2 separate regions of the Sus scrofa genome follow, and region 2 is linked to region 1. The links are chromatin contacts, called in public Hi-C maps. All regions are on one chromosome and are shown on one strand. Each heading gives the region's core, a stretch centred on a gene start, on an enhancer-like site or on the middle of the called end of the contact. The rest is flanking DNA. Distances are from core to core; before and after follow the strand shown. Region 1 overlaps MAP3K7CL (MAP3K7 C-terminal-like protein). Region 2 overlaps BACH1 (transcription regulator protein BACH1).

What was found. Hi-C and Micro-C count contacts between places; a contact is called where the count stands out from the background.
Region 2: a Hi-C map of skeletal muscle shows a contact between it and region 1, with 4 times the contacts expected there. The contact joins two enhancer-like sites. A contact is called at or near these places in 1 of 47 Hi-C or Micro-C datasets (skeletal muscle) and 1 of 2 datasets of contacts at active chromatin or transcription factors (alveolar macrophages).

What each region holds. Positions count from the first base shown.
Region 1 is chr13:192,499,403-192,506,956 of Sscrofa11.1, reverse strand. MAP3K7CL (MAP3K7 C-terminal-like protein) reads right to left here. Exons shown (of 6, transcript XM_021070880.1): 4 at 412-472. Among named protein-coding and RNA genes, the nearest start is that of MAP3K7CL, 14 kb to the right of the region's middle. Within about 2 kb of position 4,211, at least 6 of the 83 cell types and tissues checked have an H3K27ac peak or open chromatin away from gene starts, as enhancers often do. A contact at or near this core is called in skeletal muscle, where this site is marked.
Region 2 is chr13:192,678,975-192,686,528 of Sscrofa11.1, reverse strand. It overlaps BACH1 (transcription regulator protein BACH1), which reads right to left. Exons shown (of 5, transcript XM_021070889.1): 2 at 6,201-6,494; 3 at 3,094-4,437; 4 at 983-1,189. The coding sequence starts at 6,434. Among named protein-coding and RNA genes, the nearest start is that of BACH1, 26 kb to the right of the region's middle. Within about 2 kb of position 2,743, at least 9 of the 83 cell types and tissues checked have an H3K27ac peak or open chromatin away from gene starts, as enhancers often do. A contact at or near this core is called in skeletal muscle, where this site is marked.

The DNA of each region.
Region 1 (7,554 bases), core at 2,962-5,461:
TGAAGTAGAGAAAGGAAGATTATTCTGAAGTCTTGCCATATGTGATAAGTGTCTCTGCAGTGTATCACTAAATCACTCATCCAAAATGGGCAAAATTACAATGGCCCAGAAACATCCACAGCCAAGAAGAGCAGGGACCTATCCCATCTCCAGGGTCCAGAACTCCTTAGAAGTAGCAGCCCATTTATACCCTAAGTCCTAGATATTCTCATATAATAGCCAGATATAAACAGACAGAGAATGTTATCTGAAGGCTTCATGACCTTGAAACTCTAGAAATGCCAACCTGGATGACATGAAAGCTTCCCCACTCTGTCTCCAAGTCAGTCTTTCCCAATCAGGCCACTTTTCCACTCACTGTATTTTGTGAAACTAAGGAGGAAAGAAGAAAGACTCTAGAACCATCCTTACCTGCAGCTGCTGTTCTAATTCTGGAAAGGCCAGAGGATCAGAGTCTTCAGGAGGTGTATCACTAAAACATGAAAATAAAATGATTCTTCACTATGGAGCCCTTTCTCTCAGGAGAACTGTCTTGCCGTTACCATTTTTGGACTTGCAGAGTTAAATCTTCAGTATACCCTACTTCGGTTATTTTCATGCATCCAGTTAGAGACAGAAAGAATGCAGAAGGCAATTTTGCTCATCTTTGGTACACACAGTAGCACAGAGAGCTTCGTTAGTCTGAACAAAACTTTGCAGACAAGTAGCGGAATCCTCAAATGTTCAGCCTGGTAGCTCTCTAAGAAATACTGCTTGTCTTTCAATACGCCTACGTGAGCCAAAACCAAAAAAAAATATGATACGCAGGAAAGTGCTTTAACAAGGTGCTAATGGGGTGACCGGGACAACCTCCGTGGGACAGGAGAATGTGTTAGTAAAAAAGAGAAGTGTCAGTGCTGCTCTGAAAGACTCCAAGGGTGGCAAGCTGTGATGGGTTTGCCCTCTGCTCTCCCCACAAACCACCACTAACGGGCAGCTGACCAGGGTTAGAGTGGGTAACAGGCAGCAGCTCGACTGGGGCATTTCTTCCCAACGCACCAGGCAGCAACCCCACCCTGGGACCCAATCCACTGCTCTGCCGTGGGAGCACCCGCCACTCTGTCCTCAGCTGCCTTCAGGGGGCTGACTGGCAATAGCAGGTCTTTGCTGAATCAAGAGAGGCAGTTCACAGAAGTATCAGAGGAAAGCTGAGAGAAGTTTTCTCAAGCATCTTCAAGAACAAACTGCTGCTGGAGTTCCCGTTGTGGCTCAATGGGTTAAGAACCTGTCATAGGGTCCATGAGGACACAAGTTCGATCTCTAACCTCACTCAGTGGGTTAAGGATTCGGTGTTGCTGCAAGCTACAGTGCAGGGGGCAGGTGCAGCTCAGATTCAACCTCTAGCCCAGAAACTTCCATGAGGTGCAGGAGCAGCCGCAAAGAGAATGATTTTTAAAAAAAAAAAAAAAAAAAAAAAAAGAACATATGTCTGGCCCAGCCCTGGTACTAGAGGACAGCCCTCTTGTCAGCAGAACCTATGTGTCTCCTGGTGAACTCTGGATCTGCAGGTCCCCTGGCCATTGATTTCCTGTCCTCTCCTTATCGACAACAGCTATCCCAGGTATGTCTAGGAGAATACGACAAATATAGGCTAAAAAACAGAAACATCAAATCTACTTCAGAAGTTCCTGTCGTGGCTCAGAGGTTACAAACCCAGCTAGTATCTATGAGGATGTGGGTTTGATCCCTGCCCTCACTCAGTGGGTCGGGGATCAAGCATTGCCATGAGCTGTGGTGTAGGTCACAGACGTGGCTCAGATCTCGTGTTACTATGGCTATGGTGTAGGCCAGCAGGTACAGCTCCCATTCAACGGCTGGCCTGAGAACTTCCATATGCCATGAGTGTGGCCCTAGAAAGAAAGAGAAAGAAGAAGAAAAAAATGTTATTTTAAACTAGAAGAAAAAAAATCAGGGTTTTTATGTTCTCACTGCCGTAACCAAATTTATTTATAAAAGCCATTGAAGGTCTATTTGAATTAAAGGAAGCAGGAGTTCCTGCTGTGGCTCAGTGGGTTAAGGCCATGATGTTATCTCTGTGAGGATGCATGTTCAATCCCTGACCTTGCTCAGTGGGTCAAGGACCTGGCATTGCTATAAGCCGTGGCATGGGTCAAAGATGCAGCTCAGATCCGGTGTTGCTGTGGCTGTGGCATAGGCCAGCAGCTGCACTCCAACTTGGCCTGGGAACTTTCATATACCCCAGGTGCAGCCATTAACAAAAAAAATTAAAGGAAGCAGTATGGGCCATATACAGCAGCAGAAGCAAGCATCCTCTCCCTACTCACTGACAGTACTATCCAGAATAAAACACAGCACGCCAGGAGCTCCTAGCTTCTAAGAGATTACATTTCTTTGAGAGCATCGAAGATAATCGTCAGAAAGATAATTCAAACAAGGACAGGATTCACCTCTGCTAAACACCTCAAGGGCCTCTGGTATATTTTAGTGAAGATTAGTATGATAGGGCGTCCCGTTATGCCTCAGCTGTAACGAACCTGACTAGTATCCATGAGGATTCGGGTTCAGTTCCTGGCTTTGCTCAGTGGGTTAAGGATCTGGCATTGCTGTGAGCTAGGGTGTAGGTTGCAGACTCAGCTTGGATCTGGTGTTGCTGTGGCTGTAGCGTAGGCGGGCAGCTGTAGCTCCAGTTCGACCCCTAGCCTGGAAACTTCCATACGTTGCAGGTGCAGCCCTAAAAAACAAAAAACAAACAAACAAAAAAAACAAAAAGAGTAGTATAATAATACTGCCACTTAAAAGTGGCTTAAGTCAATGACAATTGGGGACCAGCTGTGAATTCATTTGTTCCTATACCTGAACTTGGACGCCCTCAAGTTCACTGACATAGCATCACAGAGTGAGTTTAAACAGGGGAATCTTCCTAAGATCCTCGCTGCAGGCTGCAGAGCTGTCGCACTAAGAAACAAGGAGAACCAATCCCCAGCTCTTGGAATACTCTGTTCCTACCAAGAGGTGAAACTTCTGCCAAATAAGGTGATTTTTTAAATCTACGCCACCATTTGCAAAAAAATTGGACAAAAAACAGATTTTTTTTTTTTTAAAGACAGAACCAGTCACTTGTTTCTACTGACCCTTTGGAGGTAGCTTTTATTATAAAACCTATAGTTTATAAAACCGATTTGGCAAATTCCTGCTGTGGCTCAGTGAGTTAAGGATCTGGCATTGCGGCAGCCATGGCATAGGCTGCAGCTCTGGCTCAGATTTGATCCCTGGCCTGGGAACTTCTACATGCCATGGGTGCAGCCGAAAAAGAAAAAAAAAAAATCTTTTTTTAAACTGATTTTGGTCTAAGGTACCTTTAAATTTACTTCAATAAAATAGCAATAACCCAAATATCGTGATTATTTTCTCTCATTGAGTTCAAGGCCAGAACAATTTGTCACGGGTAAATGGGAACATGTTATACTCTGGCACCCCAACCCTAATAATCATAGATGAACAGGTATTTGTTGGAAGGAGAAACCATTTCTATGAAGTACAAGAGCAAATCGTGCATTCTAGAATTCCAAAAGACAGCCAGAGATGGAAATCAAGGCTTCCTGGGAATTAATCCACCTTGTTCCCTGTGAAGTCACACTCCTTCCTGCTTAATTATAAAAAAGGAAAAAATGTATTCATTTATTTTACTATAGTAAATAGCAAATATCTGGTATGACTTAGAATTAATAAACCCCATTATAAAAATCTGTCATTGTTAATAGTCACACCATGTAGAAGCAAATATGTGACCAGGCTGATAATTTTACAGATAAGTAAAGGTTTAAGATCAGACTCCTCGAGTTGAAAAAAAAAAAAAAAAGTCTAATTGATTGACATATAAATAAACATATAATAAATGATTTAGAGGGACATACACAATAAAAGCAAGGTTTTTGTTAAAGACTGGATCAAGGTGGATTAATCCAAGCAGGAAATGGCAGCGGAAACTAGAAAACCAAAGGCAGATGTAAGGAGACTACCGAGTTTGAAAGCCAGTCCTGTACTTCACTGCCTGATGCCATCTGGTTTGGCTGGCATCCTTGCCAGCCAGAAATTTCAGGGCTTGCAAAGCTGCTTACAAAGCTGCTCCAAGTTGATGTGTGGTGTGTTTACTTTTAAACAGTGGCTGCCTTCTTTGACTGGTTTTAAAAATAGGCAAATATTCTAAAAGCAGAATGATGAATCACAGGATTGGGCCAAAAGGAAAGAAGGAAAATGACTCAGGCAGACTAGTAGCACAGCTGTTCCACAAACATTTGGCCGAATCGCTGTAAAACATTTTGACAGTGATACCGGATCAGAGTTTCTAAGAGCAATTAAGTTTGTTTTGACAATTCCAGAAGTAGAATGTACAGTAGCTATGCAAGACACCCCCTTGGCAAATTTGGCTTTAAAAAAAAAAAAAAGGAGAGTCATGGCTAGGTATGTTTACAATGTGATAAAAGCACATTATTACAATGTGTTTATTTACCAAATATTTGTTGAATGCCTATTATATTCAAGGGACTGAGGTTCTATGCTAAATGGGCAAATCACTTCATAAAATTTTTAATGCATTAATAAAATAATTCATAGGTTTCCTTTTCAAAATGGCACTGTGGGCTGGATGGACTAAGCAAAACGTATCCTCAGGAATTTGTTAAAGAATGAAATACAAAGGAAAGAATGAAAGAGGAATTTTTTTTTTAAGCAAGCAGATGTTCACTGCCTGTTTTGCAAACACGATGTGACTAAGTCAATGGTACTTAAGATAGAACTGTCTTATTGGTATCCCAACCATTATAACATACCATAGTACATTTTGTGATGGGCTTGTCCCAGTATCTATTTAGCAGCTGTTGGATTGCTTTGGTGGTTATTCTGTTTCAGATTTCCTTAAATTGTCTGCTCAGTGTCTCTCTGTGAATCAGAGAAGTGGGACCCATTGGGTCTGTAATCCAGCTCCTCACTGGGTTATTAGTCTTTAGTAATTAGATCTATGCACTCAGAGCTCTCAGAGAATGCTGCAGCTGGAAGGAACTGGCCAGTCATCTGGCCCCAGACTCGGAGCAGAGCTGAAGACAAGGGCCCAAAGAAGGGGAAGTGGTCTGGAAAGACTAAGAGGTGTCTCCTGGACCCGGGCTCTTCACCATACCGCTCTGCTCGTCTTCACCTTCCGGTCCATGGCCCCCCCAACACATTTTGTATATTATAAGCCAATAAATTTTCCCCCCAGACATTGGGAATTGTGCCCTTAGAGTGTCCAAATGTTTATTCAGCTAGTGAAGATGATTCCAAAACAACTACCATGAATTATTAGCATCACTTTATGACAGTGACTATTTTAATGCCAAATCGTTAAGACAAGCATCATCTTAGAATACAAGCATATCCATCATATTGGATAAATTTAGCTTTACACACACGCACACACACACACACACACACACACACAACCTCACTTTCTATGTCTTTATTTCTTTTGTTTTCCATCAGAAAGGCAAACTTCATCAAGGCCAGGCCAGGTCTGCAGACCAGCATTTGAGAACAACTGCTCTAGTCAGCATCGTGACTAGACTTCCGAGACCATCACTCCCACCCCCACCCAGCTGTGTCTAGGCTGGAAACTCTAAATCCTTGGTAGAATAAGTGTAGGTTTCCACATGGAGAAGAAGCCCTCAGGAGAGAGAGAAGTCACACTCAGAGAATATTCCCAAGGCTCATTCCACTCCCCTACCTGGAACTTGAGAGGCAGTTAACCCAGCCAGAATCCATTCAATGCGTCTACACTTCCTGCAGCCTGCAGTCAGAGCTGACTAGATGGGAATATGCTTGCACAGCCGCAAGAGCCCTTGGCCCAGACAGGCCAGCACTTGGCTTAATAATCGAATACATTATCTTGAAATCGGCAATAATTTTTGAACTAAGAGCCCCCTTTTTTCTGCACCGTGCCTCCACAAATTATGTAGTTACAGGACAACAGCTGAGTGCTGGTGTCCTGGCGACTATCCTTCAGGGCACCAAGGGCAAACTGACACTTAAGAGGCAAGTGAGTTTGGGCAGTGGCTACAGTTCAGGGGCTCATGCAGCATCTTTCCTGGTAACTGTCTGCGAAGCCTCCTAACCTCTAAGGAAACAGCAGGTCAGTGCCATTTCGTAGGACAGACCTGCACATGAATCTTGGGTCAGTCACGTTTTAATAGATGAATAAGGACGATCTACATCATCTCTTTGAGACTCAGTTTTCTCCTCTACAAAATGGGCATAATATTCCCTACATCAGAAATTTATTAGTGGAGTTCCCCTCGTGGATCAGTAATTAACAAACCTCACTAGTATCCATGAGGACACAGGTTCCATCCTTGGCTTTGCTCAGTGGGATAAGCATCTAGCGTTGCTTGAGCTGTGGTGCATTCCTTTACCAATAAATTTCTTCTTTTTTTTGGTCTTTCTTTTTTTTTTTTTTGGTCTTCGTCTTTTTAGGGCCGCACCCATAGCATATGGAGATTCCCAGGCTAGGGGTTGAATGGGAGCTGTAGCTGCTGGCATACACCATAGCCACAGAAACACAGGATCCAAGCTGCATCTTCGACCTACACCCCAGCTCACAGCAATGCCAGATCCTTAACCCACTGAGAGAGGCCAAAGATCGAACCCAAAACCTCATGGTTCCTAGTGGGATTTGTTTCTGCTGCTCCATGACGGAAACTCCTGAATTTCTTTTTCTTTGTTTTTTCTGTCTTTCGTCTTTGTAGGGCCACACCTGCAGCATATGGAAGCTCCCAGGCTAGGGGTCAATTCAGAGCCCCTACTGCCACCCTACACCACAGTCAGAGCCACTGGGGATCTAAGCCACATCTGTGACCTACACCACAGCTCACAGCAATGCCAGATCCTTAACCCACTGAGCAAGGCCAGGAAGCAAATCCAAGTCCTCACATATACTAGTTGGATATGTTACCTCGGAGCCAGAACAGGAACTCCCCTCTCTTCATCTAAATCTGAATTTTTTTTTTTTTTTTTTTTTTTTTTTTTTGCTTTTTAGGGCCGCACTTTCAGCAAATGGAAGTTCTTAGGCTAGGGGTTGAATCAGAGCTACAGCTGCTGTCCTACACCACAGCCACAGCAATGCAGCATCCGAGCCACGTCTGCTACCTACCACAGCTCATGGCAATGCTGGATCCCAGACCCACTGAGCGAGGCCAGGAACCAAAGCTGCATCCTCATGGATACTAGTCAGATTCATTTCCACTGTGCCACAATAGGAACTCCCTAAATCCTGAATTTTAAAAGGACTTTTTTACATCCCTATCCAAGCAAACACTTTCTATATAAAATACTGTTAAAAATTTTTTTTAATTTATGCCTGAAAGGTCTCTGAGTATTTTCATTTTAAGTTTAAATCAAGTTCACATTTTGTTTTTAGAAATAAAGTAAGTGACGTGAGGCTGCCAACTCCTATTACAAATACATCAAAAAACTATTTTTAAAATTTCTAGATACCTTGGTTCTTGTTAGAGCATCACATCATTTTGA
Region 2 (7,554 bases), core at 1,494-3,993, 180 kb before region 1:
AGGATCCAGCATTGCCGCAAGCCGTGGCATAGTTCACAGAGGCGGCTCTGATGTGGTGTTGGTATAGCTGTGGAGTAGGCCTCTGCAGCTCCAATTTGACCCCTAGCCCAGAAACTTTCATATGCCACGGGTGCACCCATAAAAAGAAAAAGGGAAAAATAAAGATTTGCTATAATCACAACTGTAAACTTTTACCAACAAAGACCCCAAACTGAACATTCAATTACTGTTTTTATTACTTGTAGGCACCATTTCCCTGCCATCTCTAACCATATTTTAGCTTTAGCTAGCCAGCACTATTAGGTATCTTTCTTCATACAATGCTTCCTTCTACCAACCGCTAGGGTACAGAGAAACATGGGTGGAACTTAATCCATTTCTCAGTTAATTTGTGTTTTGATGCTGTAATAGAAAATAAGATTCAATAAAGTAAGCATTCTTCTGACTTGGGTGTCATTAGATCTTAAAGTGTTTTATTCATATCAGCATGTGAATTTTTTCCCTTAGATGGAAAATCAAATTGGCTACTTTGTTTTGGTAAAACAAGTTACTAGTTAATCTAAACTAACAACTGGTACATTAGCTTTTATAGACACCACACACAGCACAAAGAGAGTAAAGTGCTTTATAACTTAACTTTTACTCAACCATTAAGAATTAGGTAGATACTAAAATTACCATTAGTCTGTGTATCACTTTTTTAAAGCACACACAGTTCTCAACTTACATACTGTAGTATATCACACTAAATATGTAGAACACTTACAAGGGTAAAATAGTCTACTCACACCCTCATTGTTTTTTATTTCCTAAACTTTCTGAAAATGTCATACTTTTGTTAAAATTATTAATTGGTAAATTTTAAAATTAATATATAATTAGGCATTATATCTAACTTAGGAACTGAAACAGCTATTTCTTGCACAAAAAAAAGAAAGTAGGAATTGCCGGAATTAGAATAACAAGAAACTTGTATGCTTACCAACTTCTCGATTTCTGACTCAAGATTCTGTATACAGTCAAGCTTTCTTTTGCGACAGCGCTGTGCAGCAATTCTGTTTTTACTTCTTCTCCGAATGTCATGGATGCAATCCAGTTGTTCTGGAGTCAGCTTGTGCATTTTCAACAAGGACTGAAAATCATTTCTAGAGAGTGAAATTATCCGTTGTGCGTTAAATGGCAGTTTCACCTAGAAGGAAAAATAAACATTAGTCATTGTTGCTATATTTTGTAGTTACACTTAAATCTAGGAAGAAGAAAAATACATATCTAGGTTTTCCAAGGAACTTCATTTAGACTTAAAGAAGACCCCTATTCCCAATTTCTAAATGATCTCTTATTAAAAAAGACTGAAAATTTAATGGATTTTTTTTTTTTTTTTAATGGCTGCACCTGTGGCATATGGAAGTTCCCAGGCTAGGGGTCAAATAGGAGCTGCAACAGCCGGCCTACACCACAGCCACACCAACACCAGATCCAAGCCATGTCTGCAACCTACACTTCAGCTCATGGCAACACCAGATGCTTTAAGCCACTGAACGAGGCCAGGGATCAAACTCTCCGTCTTCATGGATACAAGTCGTGTTCTTAACCTGCTGAGCCACAGTGGGGACTCCTAATTTAATGGATATTTCTATTCTATTTTCAAGAGGGTTCAGAAGATAAATAAATTTAGAAGCAGACTTTTTTTCAGTAAATCAAACATCCTGACACAAATATTAATATACTTAAGATTAAAAACAGAATTTTAATAATTTTACTAGGGCATATTAATACCCCACAGATATCTGTAAGGCTCTTTCTAAAGTGTGTTTAATGTATTGTTATCCAAACCAAAACCAATCGATTTTATTTTTTGATTTATATTACTGTGTAGCATTGATTTAATACTGGCATAAAAACACTAGTAATTTCTAAAGATTTCAGAGAACTTATTTTTCTGTCAGGCAAATGACAGTTTCACATAATTCATTTTACTTGCCAATGTAGAAACTGTTAGAAAAAAACCTTATGAATATTTTAAAGTCATTTTCAACACACTTAAATTTGAAAAAAAAGATAATTAGAAAGAAACGACACTGAGGGATAGTTAATTACCGTAATTATCAAAAATGCAAATGAAACACTGGTCAGTTTCTTTGGCAAATTACTTAGTCTTTCAAGCTGACAGAAATTAGTTACATGAAATAATCTAAAACTTCATAAATGTTTCATTTTTAACATTCTTTTCATAGTTCCAAACATTGGAATTACCAATGTCATATAAAAATTTATGGATGTAACTCATGCATACATATTACTTCTTAAATTAAATCAACAATCGCCTCCCTGCAAAGCCGGGGTGGGGGGGGAACTCTTTCATTCTTCCAAACTATGTCATCCAACAAATATAAAGACAAAGAGAATGATAAAGAACTAACAAGCCCTTATTTTTACTGGAACTACAGTAATGTTTTACAAAAAAGCATCTATCAAATACAATCATTTGTACACAAAGCATATAGATCATAATATGATTAATGCCATACCAGGTATACAAAATGCGTGCTAAATGATTAAGACATTCTCTAAATTAACAGCTGAAATGGCTAAGGAAAAAATAAGAAAAACATTAATAGCTATGAGAGGCTAATTTAAAGAAAACTCTGGATCAGAAGCCACATTCCTAAAATGAGTCACTGCTAAGTCATTGCTAAGTGACTAGTCCCGCGTCTAGACATCCTTGTGGCAATGAACACGACTAAATATGTGCTGTATTTAACTAGAAGTTATCACATAATGATTACAGAGTTATTACTCTTTTCCCTCTTGGGACATGGCATTTAATTTGAACAGTTAAACAGCCAATGTATGAATCTACTCCCTCGTTAACATAATAAATACACCTATTTGAAATATATGAAGACAGAAGTCTTTCATACTTCTTCCCGCACTCCTGGTATTTATCCTGTTTTTTTAAACTACTGTACATGGATGTCTCCCCTCCCTGCCTGAGTCGGCTCAGGTCCCTAGCAGTGCAACAGGTGCTGACACATTAATCCCAATGAATGGTGGTAAAACAATGACTTAACAACTCACTTATTTTCTGCTCACCTCACATTCTTGTTCTCTGGCTGAACAGGGTTCACTGTCTCCTTCAGTATCTGTTTCAGAGTCGTCTCCCAAGCTAATCACACACGCATAGGGACAAGGCTCCTGCTGGGGCTCTGAAACATAATCATCATTTCCGATTTCCAAATTGCTCGAAGAGCCTTCAGTACTCAGAGTACTTATAAAAGGGCAATTGACAGAACTCAGCGTTGTAAAAGTCCTCTGACCCGGTTCCGGGCTCTCGCTAATCCTGATACCTAGCCAGGGACACTCAGACCGTTTCTGGGAGTAGATCTGTTCTGAGCCATCTTTGGCCATGGCAGGTGATAATTGCATTTGGCATGGAGAGTCCGTGCTGCAAATGTCAGTCCAGAAGCCTTTCGCTAGGTGTTCTGCCACTTCTCGCTCTACACTACTCAGATCACTTGAGGCAAGGCTACTATCTTCCCTGGAGCCAGAGTCAGATTTCAAACGTAAATCTTGACTCTCACCAAAAGTTTTTTCTTCTTGAACATCTGAACCCGACAACGGCTTCTCTGTTAACACTGCTGTGTTCTGCATACCAGCAAAATTCAAGTCACCATATTGGTCATACGTGTGTAAAAGAGACAGAGAATAGAGCCCATGGGGGTCTGTAGAACTGGGGGGGAAAGGAGTTGCTCCTGTTTTTTCTGATGGGCACTGAGAGGCAGGATCTTTCTTCTTGGCTTCTTCATGTTCCATTGCTAATTTTCTTTCTTCACATTTTAAAATCACCTGCAAATCTGCACAGTCCTGGACACCTCCTGAACACTCACGTTCGGAGGGCTCGTTTGGCTGAACAGAAGAAGTGTGAATGTCTTTGACACTGGACTCCACAGCACGGACTCTGTCAGTTCCAAACGCTTTCTGGAACTTCCGGTATTTGGGGCATAAAGACGGCAGAGACAGAGCAGCATCCTTTTCTAAGCACATGGATTCACATGTTTGACTGGCACTGTCTTGCAGAGGAGGCAGTACTTGTGCACTCCCCTGATACCGGCGGAGTTTACAGTGAGGAGTCCGCACATTTTTGTGTTCCAAAAATTCCTCCACTTCATCAATTTCTAAATCCTTCTGGTCCAAAAGTGAAAATTTAAAATCTGGTTTCTGACAGGATGATGAGAAACATTTTTTTCTTGGGCATTCTTGCTGGTCTGCAGCAGAGTCCAAAAACTTGTATTTGAGAAACTGAAAGCAGGATTCCTCAATATCAGATACACCTAAAAATTCCACACATTTGCATACTTCGTCCACATTGTCCTTACTTAAAATCAGTTTAGCGGTGTAGGCAAACTGAATTAAAGGTTCGAATCCTTTAACTGTCACCTGTTAATATACAAAATAAAAACAAATGCATCACATGAAAGCTGTCTAGTAGATAAGTACAAGAGAAGTAGGAAGGGAATGAATGGCAAGATGGGTAACCTCTCCATAACGGCTTATTTTAATGGGTATTTTAATTTGGTAAGAAAAAACATTCTTCCAGGAAATGTAAAGCAAAGGGAGTCTGGGAAAGCATAGTTCGCACATCCTATTCATTACAATCACACCCTCCACTTTATAGATTTCACTCTCAATGACCCATGGAGTTCAGTTTACTGATAGGAGGTAAGACATAAACACCGCCACAACTGTCCACATTAGCTGAAAGAAATCATCTATGGAAGAAAGCAGCATGGACACAAGTTGCAACACAGAGTCAAGTGCCAGGTGTCTGCTGCCATCCCATCTCCATGTGGTCCCTACATTCCACCAACTCCCCAACTGCTATAAACTACAAATGTGAAATTTGTAACAATGGAAAACAAAGTATCTAAAGTCCTGACCCATGGGGAATGCACAGTAAATGGTAACTATTATCTTTATCTTTTATCTCATGACAAAAATCTAATAAAATTTTTTAATTTCAGTTTTAAAAAGTGAGCTAAGAGAAGATCTAAAAAATTATGCCAAGTATTGTTTCAGAAAAGATTCATGGACTCTAGGTAGTAACATCTTTAAGTAGGAACTTGTGCATTTACACTGCCTCTGCAAAATGAGGGGCAACTGAAGCCCATGGCAACACAAGGAAAGTCTCATTCTGGGCTTAAGACACAAAATTAGTTTTAAAACACTGAATTCTTCTAAGAATGATCAAGATACACTGTCATCAAAGAGCAGCCTGCACAGAGCTGTTACACACATGCTTTGTCCAAATTCCTTTTAACAGCTTCTGATGTGTGTCCCAATGCCTAAAGCTCAGCACTCTTCCAGCTGTAGATACTAACGCAATCAAGCAAGCTGCTGGAAGAGTCCCTGCACCCAGCTCCAGCCCTAGAGAGAGGTCTCCTAGAGGCAGGATGGTAACAAAGACTTAAATGTCCAGATGAGTAAGCTCCACAACAGGCTGGTGGGCAAAAGGTGTGTGAGAACAAGGCTCTATAAAGATGACATAATAGCACCCTTTTTCTAATAATGCATAAGCCACAATCTCAAGAAAGAAGAGAGGGAGAGAAAAAAGAACAGTTCTGGAGTACCTTAACACCCACACGTAGACAAAATGAGGAGGCTGGAATGCATAATCTTTTGGGTTCCCTCCAAATTCTAAAATGCTTTGCTAAGAGCTACTTGAAAAGCTGAAAAATCTGGCAACTCTGGCTCATAGTTAAAACAATTAACACTGAGCATCCCAGGGAGCCACCAATTCACTCCCAGCCCATGTCCACGAGGGCATGTCTGAGAGGAATGGAGGCTGTGGAGACCCCTAATCCCCATCACAGCTCCTCATCACAGGAAAAAAGGAAGAGTATGGCCTGCAGTGTGGTCCCTCCCACCCAACATGACCTCACCAAATGTCTGTAATCCACCCGCTGCGTCATTTCATCAAAAATAATGTAACAGGGGTCAAATTATTCAACTGCTCAATAAATACTAACTAGCACCCAAAGTTAATCATTTTACATGGAAAATGTCATCATTTCCAAGAAAACAAAAAAGCTAAGGAAATGCACTGTTGCAGAAGCCAAGGAAGGGCTCCTTGGCCTATTTTAACTTTATAAACCATGACAGAATTAATGACATTCGGTTAAAATCAGGGTGACCTCTCCCACCTCCTCAGGCAGAGTGATGCGCAGCTCAGCGTCGGCCTGGCCCGAGAGCCTGGCGTGGAAGTAGGCACTGCAGGCCGCCAGCACGGCCCGGTGGGCGCGGAAGGGCTGGCCCTCCACCAGGACCGTGACATCACACAGCACGTCCTTCCGGCGCTGCTCGTCCAGGCTGAGCAGCACGTGGGCGCTGTGCACCGAGGACTCGTAGGCGAACACCGCGCTCTCACCCAGCGACATTCTGCGTCACAGATGGTGCCGGGAGGTTCCGAGAGAGCATGCTTCTGATCGGCATCAACCCTGCCAAGACACAGGCCGGGGGTCACTCACAGGAAACGGTGGGAAAGCAGGTTTTAACAAATGACAGTGGCAGACATCCATTAAAACACCCATCACTAAAACCCAACTGAAAACAAAAGCCTCTGGAAGAGCCTTTGGTCACTTGAGCTCATTTAACATAGGTTCTTAATAACAGTTTTTCTAATTAATTTTAGTTTTTCTAATTAATTTTAGGTTCTTGGGGTAACAGAGGGAAGTCCTTTTGGAAGTCAGGATTTCATAGCTCTCTGAAAATAAGACATTTCCTACAGAGAAAACAGCTCCAATGAGCAAATGGGTAGAGCTGAGAAACTTCTGGGTGGCATCCCAATTCTGTTGCTTTAAGACACTAATCAGTGTGTGTGTAGGTCCCCAGAGGTTGGTTACACTTTAGGATGGGACCAGAGGAACAGGCACGTGGCACTCCACAATTCTCCATGCCGCATTCCCCAACATCTGACAGCAGGTAGGAGGGCTTGATGCTTCACAACAAGGGGCGCATTCTACAAAGAAACAGTTCCTTCAGCACAAAGAAGAAAATGACGTTGATCTAAAGACTCCAATATGTCAGGCTGGATCTTGGTAATGAGTCCTTTTTTTTCCTTCTTCTTCTTTTGGCCACACCCACAGCATATGGAAGTTTCTGGGCCAGGGATGGAATCTGAGCTTCAGCTGAGAACTATGCCACATCTGTGGCAATGCTGCATCCTTAACCCACTGGGCTGGGGATCAAACCCGTGCTGCCACAGAGTCAATGCCGGCTGGGTCTTTAACCCACTGCACCACAGCAGGAACTCCAGTAAATGGTCTTTTTTTACATCACAAGTCTTACTTGACAGTATAAAATGTAGGCAACAAATATGACTACTCCATCATTAAAATTACGGTTTACCATATATAGAAACTCTCGGTTTTCTCAAAATGCTAAAACGTAAGAGAAAGTTCTCAAAAATGTTTATTTTTAAAAGTACATAGTAACATATAGCAGCGCCCAAACATTTTTTGATCACGTACATACTACTGGCAAAAAGAAAGGGTGGTC